Linked DNA regions of Pan troglodytes: region 2 is linked to region 1. A link is a contact called in public HiChIP or PLAC-seq data. All regions are on one chromosome and are shown on one strand. The core of a region is the stretch at or near the end of the contact, and the rest is flanking DNA. Distances in the headings are between cores, read along the strand shown.

The links. HiChIP or PLAC-seq counts read pairs in DNA pulled down with a chosen protein or histone mark.
Region 2: a contact with region 1 is called in an H3K4me3 HiChIP or PLAC-seq map of stem cell-derived excitatory neurons, with 3 times the contacts expected there. The contact joins the promoter of PCM1 here to the promoter of PDGFRL in region 1. A contact is called at or near these places in 3 of 7 Hi-C or Micro-C datasets (blood, induced pluripotent stem cells and stem cell-derived neural progenitor cells) and 1 of 1 datasets of contacts at active chromatin or transcription factors (stem cell-derived excitatory neurons).

Annotation. Positions count from the first base shown.
Region 1 is chr7:25,876,306-25,879,039 of NHGRI_mPanTro3-v2.0_pri, forward strand. PDGFRL (platelet derived growth factor receptor like) reads left to right here and starts at 1,384. Exons shown (of 7, transcript XM_016959143.4): 1 at 1,384-1,755; 2 at 2,131-2,302. The coding sequence starts at 1,654.
Region 2 is chr7:26,223,845-26,226,578 of NHGRI_mPanTro3-v2.0_pri, forward strand. PCM1 (pericentriolar material 1) reads left to right here and starts at 1,341. Exons shown (of 38, transcript XM_063816237.1): 1 at 1,341-1,783. FGL1 (fibrinogen like 1) reads right to left here and starts at 2,029. Exons shown (of 11, transcript XM_054657249.2): 1 at 732-2,029.

The DNA of each region.
Region 1 (2,734 bases), core at 134-2,633:
TCTTATAGTTCTGAATGGTAGAAATCTGAGAGCAAGGTGGCAGGAGAATGGGTATTCTCTGAGGCCTCTCTCCTTTGCTTTTATTTATTTATTTATTTATTATTTATTTTGAGACAGTCTCTCTCTGTCGCCCAGGCTGGAGTGCAGTGGTGCCATCTCAGCTCACTGCAACCTCGCTTCCCAGGCTCAAATGACTCTCTCGCCTCAGCCTCCCAAAAAGAGCCTCTAAGCGGCAAGATAAAGAGGGACAACTCTAAGCTAAATGTAGCTGAGCCAGGGCAGTGAAGCTTGACAATAATGGCATAAGAGAGGTGGACCTAGCACATGCATAGTCACCATGGAGGGGATACTGCGACCGAGAGGAGGAATCTAGACCCAACCCCAGGCTCCAACATGGAGTGAGAGTTAAGCAGTCAATTCATGGGGTCAGAATGAAAAGAAATCTCACGGTGGGGCAACTTAGGCAGATTTACTCTCTCCTGTGTGCATCCTCCAAGTCCTTTGCTCAGAATTCTCCCCAGAACCTGACACACCACATTGCAGTGGTCTAAATGCTTGTCCACTCCTTAAAAGTAGCCATGAGAGATGATGTCTCAACCTTCATAGCCATAATGTTAATCACATAGCAAACTCCTGTTGAAATAATCACCTAGTTCCCTTTCTTAATAAACAAGAGATGCTAAAACCCAGAAGGTTAAGTGAATTCTGAGAGGCATGGAGAGTTTGTGCCAGTGTCAGCATCTGAACTCTCGTCTTTATTCCCAGGCAACTGCTGTCTGCATCGCAAGGCAAGTGAGTGGCAAAGCTCGGGCTAGAGCTGGCAACAGAATATAGAATTCTTGGTTCCTCCTGCAGAAGTGACTGAGAAGCATTAGTTTGTTATAAATGGCAGCACTTCTTTCGTTGAGTGTTGAAGGACAAGTCCCTTTCCGGTTATTTAGAATTGAGCTCCCTTTAATAGCAGTGCCTGGTGCTGAAGATCACAATGAGATGGGCTGCTTCTCACCGGGGGAACACACACAGGCATCTCCCCCGCTAGCAAACTGCTTTGATCATGAGAGTCTGCAAGCTCAGAAACGCAGGATGGCTCTCTGCAGAGGGACTTGTGAAAGCCCGTATCTTCTGCCCCACTGTTACCTGATAGAGTTGTTCAGATTCTCAGCCTGTTGAACAAAAAATTGAACGAAATGCACAGAGTAACGAAAGAAAGAAGCAAGGAAAAACAAACCAACAGAAGGGAGGAAGGAAAACGTAGATTTATAGAAGACAATTCACAGAGGGCGCTGCAGCAAGCCACAAGAGCCTGACGCTCCCCAGGGATTTTATAAAGCGAAAAGAACTTGGCAACACCCTTGGGTTCCCTTTAGAGGCCTCCAACTGGTTACACCCTACGAACGACTGGCCTGCGACCAGTCAGAGGCTGAAGTGGAAACTTCTGCCTTGTTATCAGAGGAGCGAGGATGTGGCCTGTGTGCCGCCTAATCATGCCTAGAACTGTCTGCACCTGCTGATCTTTTGCTTCTGCGAACTGGCTGCACCTGCTGTTCTCCTGCTCATACCCTAGCCCGTGCTTACCCTAATTCCCTGTTCTCCTGCCTCACCTCCACAGGCCCGGGTTGTCTGCACAGTCTCATTTTCCACGTTATTCCTGTAATGAACCCGTCCTCCCACCCCCACCAGCAGTTACAGGGCTGGGTGCGGAGACCAACTCTGGCCAGACACAGAGGAGCAGCAAGAACCCAGGGCAACGGTCCTGTGAGTGAGTGCATGTGGGGGAGAGAAATGGAATGAACAGAAATATTTAGGGAGCACTTTTTACAGAGCACTCAGGTTCTGCCTGAGGAGGTGGGGCGGGCGCTGGTAACATTTGGACAATCGTGGTTAAAAGTGACCCCATCAGCACCCGCTGATCCTTCTTGAACTTGACAACCTTGGTGAAAACGCCAAGCGTTGGAGAAATTCAAGGAATGGCTGTTGTAATGTACATTTCACGCTTAGCCTTTCCTACCCGCGCTGGGAAGAAGTGCTGCGCACCGCGGCTCCGCCAGGGGGCAGGAGAAGTCACATTACACAGAGAACTAAAAAAAAAAATTCCCCAACTTTTTCCCTCAAACCTTGTTCCTCCTCAAGAAACCGAATCCTCCCGCTTCGGCGTCCCAGGAGCCCGCCCCTCGCCCGCCGCCTCCCCTGCGTCCCCGCCCCGCGCAGCCGCCGCGCTCCTGCGCTCCGAGGTCCGAGGTTTCCGAGATGAAGGTCTGGCTGCTGCTTGGTCTTCTGCTGCTGCACGAAGCGCTGGAGGATGGTGAGTGACTCTGGGCGCGGGGCCACCTAGCTTGTGCCCTGACTTTAGCCGGGACCCGAAGCCCCCGCCGCCCTCCTGCCAGCTCTTGCTCTAACGTTCGGCCCTCGGTGGCTCAGCCCCCGCGCCACTGCCTGCCCGGTGCACCTGCCCCCTCCTGGTGGGGTCTCCTTTCCTCCCACTCCTTGCCTGCCCGGAGAGCCCTCTAGGGGTGGTGGCAGCTACCCCGACCCTTAGGAGCCCACCAGGACCTCTCCAAGTCCCCATCTCCGGGCGAACCAAGCATCCCCAGCCAGCGCCTGGTCCAGCCCCCAATGTCAACGTGTCGGTCTGGGAGGTGGCGCGGGAGCCTCGGATCGCTTCCACCTCCCAGCGGCGTGGCTGGGACCTCTGCTGCTGAGAGCGAGTGCCACCTAAGCTCGGCAATCGCTGATT
Region 2 (2,734 bases), core at 91-2,590, 350 kb after region 1:
GCAGCTGCTAGAAGTTTGATTTATATAATCTTTCATTGCCAAAACGGGTCAGATTCAGAACCAGCCTCTTCAGGGTAACTGTGAGGATCAAGAAAATCACAACAGCCGAAGTGCTTTACAGTGTGCCTGGCATAAAACAAACTCTGAGAACATTTTTAAAAAATCCTTTCAAGGTAGGCAGTATTATTCCTTCCCCCTCATTTCATAGATGGGGCAATTAAGGCTCAGAAAGGAACGTCGCTTGTCCAGGATCTTGGTGTGGTGGAATTAGGATAGGGCATTCTGGACTACAATAAACACCTGAGCGTTTAGCTGCTGTGTTCTGAGCTCCCACAGCACTTTTTCTTACAACACAAACTTTATTTACATCACACTCCACTTCCGCATCCTTCACTAAAATATGAGCTCTTCAAGGGCAGGGACTATATTTTTGCTACCTCAGTCGTTAGCGATACACACACAGAATATGAGGAAAAAGTGTCTGACCAAGGATCAATGCACTCAAGACTGAACCTACGGTGGCAAATTGCAGTGGGATAGAAGAGCTTTATGTGAATTGCGTACTCAGATGCAGACCTACTATTTTGGGAACAATTTGCTTTTGTTGTTGAAACCCAGAATGCAATTCTTCTTTTTACCTTTATTTTGCTTAAAAAGTTATTCCATAATTATAAACTGCGTAAAACTAGAAGAATGCCCTTGCACTCAACTAAAACTGACAGGTGTTTTACCTTTCCAGTCAGGCACATTGAAGGCCTTGTGACTTTATTGATTTTTGTTTTTTAAAGGGAGGACCTGCCAATTTATTAATCTTAATAGAGCTGCAACAGGAGAGTATAAATAAAAAGATAATTCAGAGAAAATTTACTGAAATTAAGTTTGGATTAAAATCATCTGGCTCTTTTAAGGAAAAGAGACATTAACCAAAAGTGGCGTTAACTATCAACAATATTTATGATTCTCTCACTCAGTAGATACATAATGACGTTTGGCAAATTGTTTAACTTCCGTGGAACAATCCCCTCATATGTAAAATCAGGAGGTTGGACTACATTGTAAGTGTCCTTTTGTTTCCACCTCTTCGTGACCGGATGTGGGGTGAGGAAGGGGCAAAAAAGCGATCCCGGTCTTCGCTCCTTCTTCCGGCACGGGCCGGAGCTGACACCCCCACGGAAAACCGCACAGCGCCTCCGCTCTTTCTCCACGGGCTGAGGGATCAATGCACTTCCGCATAGGCCTAGGACCCCACGCTCCGCGATCAGCGCCGGAAGCGCACAGCATGCTGGGATTTGTAGTCCTCCACCTGTGGCCGGCAGGCGTTTAGAACGCGGGGTCTAGTTGGCATTCTGGGATACATAGTTCCTGGGCGGGTGGGGGCGGATTCGTTGGTGTAATCTGTTTTCGGCTTAAAGAGCCAGAAGCGACACCACAGACTCCGGCGGGTCACATGACTCCAGTCTAGCTCGCACTGCGGCTCCCGCCCGGGCGAGTTCTCGCCCCCGCGCGGCCGTTGCCGAGGAGACGGCGCATGTCCCGCCGCGCGTTGCCCCCTCTGCAGTACCCCCGCCCCTCTTCTCCCACCACAATGAGATCCTAAGATGGCGGTGGCTGCGGCGGTTGGCGCTGCGTAGCGGAGGTCGAAAAGGCGGCCACTGGGGCCGAGGCAGCCAGGAAACGTGTGGGCCTCTCTGCTGCGGTCTCCGAGGGCCGACCGCTGCCGGCGGCGGGTCGTGGGGGCTGACTGTCGCTCTGCCTTTGACAGGAGAGGCTGCTTCTTGTAGAGGTAATGCCTGCGCGTCCCCAGCCCTTGGCAACCGAGGGCGGCGCGCCCCAGGGGCGGGAGAGTAACGGCTCCGGGACACTTGGCCCTGTTGGGTCTGGCCACGGGCCCACGCCTCCTCGGTAGGTTCCCGGGTCTTCCTGCCCCGGGCTTCCCGTGCCCTAGGCGGTCAGTCCGCCCGCTTCCTCAGGACTGACCGCCGGGATCCCCGGGTGAGCACCTCGGGACGCGTTGGTGATTGCAGGACTCTCTTCTTGCCTCCTCGCCCCTCCTGCTGGCCCTGTCGGGGAGGCTGTTCTGCGTCCCGGTGGCTCCGGGAATACCCCTTGCGGGCGGAGGAAGCGGAGCGGGGGCTCTGGTTTGGGTGCCAGGGGCACTGGGTCGAGTTCTCAGAGAAACAGGCCTTGGTGGCCATAGTTCTTCCCCGCGTTCCCTCTGTGGAACTCTCGGTGTCCAGAGTTTGGGGTGTAGAAGGGCGGATGAGGAGCGACGCGACTCTGAAGAGTTGCAGTTGGGCTGTGAGCTGCAGGATTTCCGCCGTCTCTGGTGCTGTGGGAGCCGACGGGCCGGGGGAGGCGTTCCTGGGAATGTTAATGGAGTAATTATTGCCCCTTCTTTCTCCCTTCCTGCATATCTAGTTAGAATTGGGCCTAGAACCGGGAAAGACTAAATGCCAAGTGGGACTGGGGGAAACGTTGTTTGGTTTGCAGAAACTGGCGTTTGGGGATTAGGCCCCGCCAGGGAGGCTGGGCGCGCCAACTTTGCATCCCTCAGCCTACTCCCCAGGAACTCGCCTGGTTTAATTTTTTTGTTTTGTTTTGGTTTTTTTTGAGCGAGTTGAGGTCTGTATTCTGTGTCTTACGGGTGACGGTTCGTGTTTGGGCGCTGGAAGGAGCGGGCTTTCTGGGCGCCCCTACCACCCCCGCCCCATAACCGCTTTCCAGACTCCGCCTG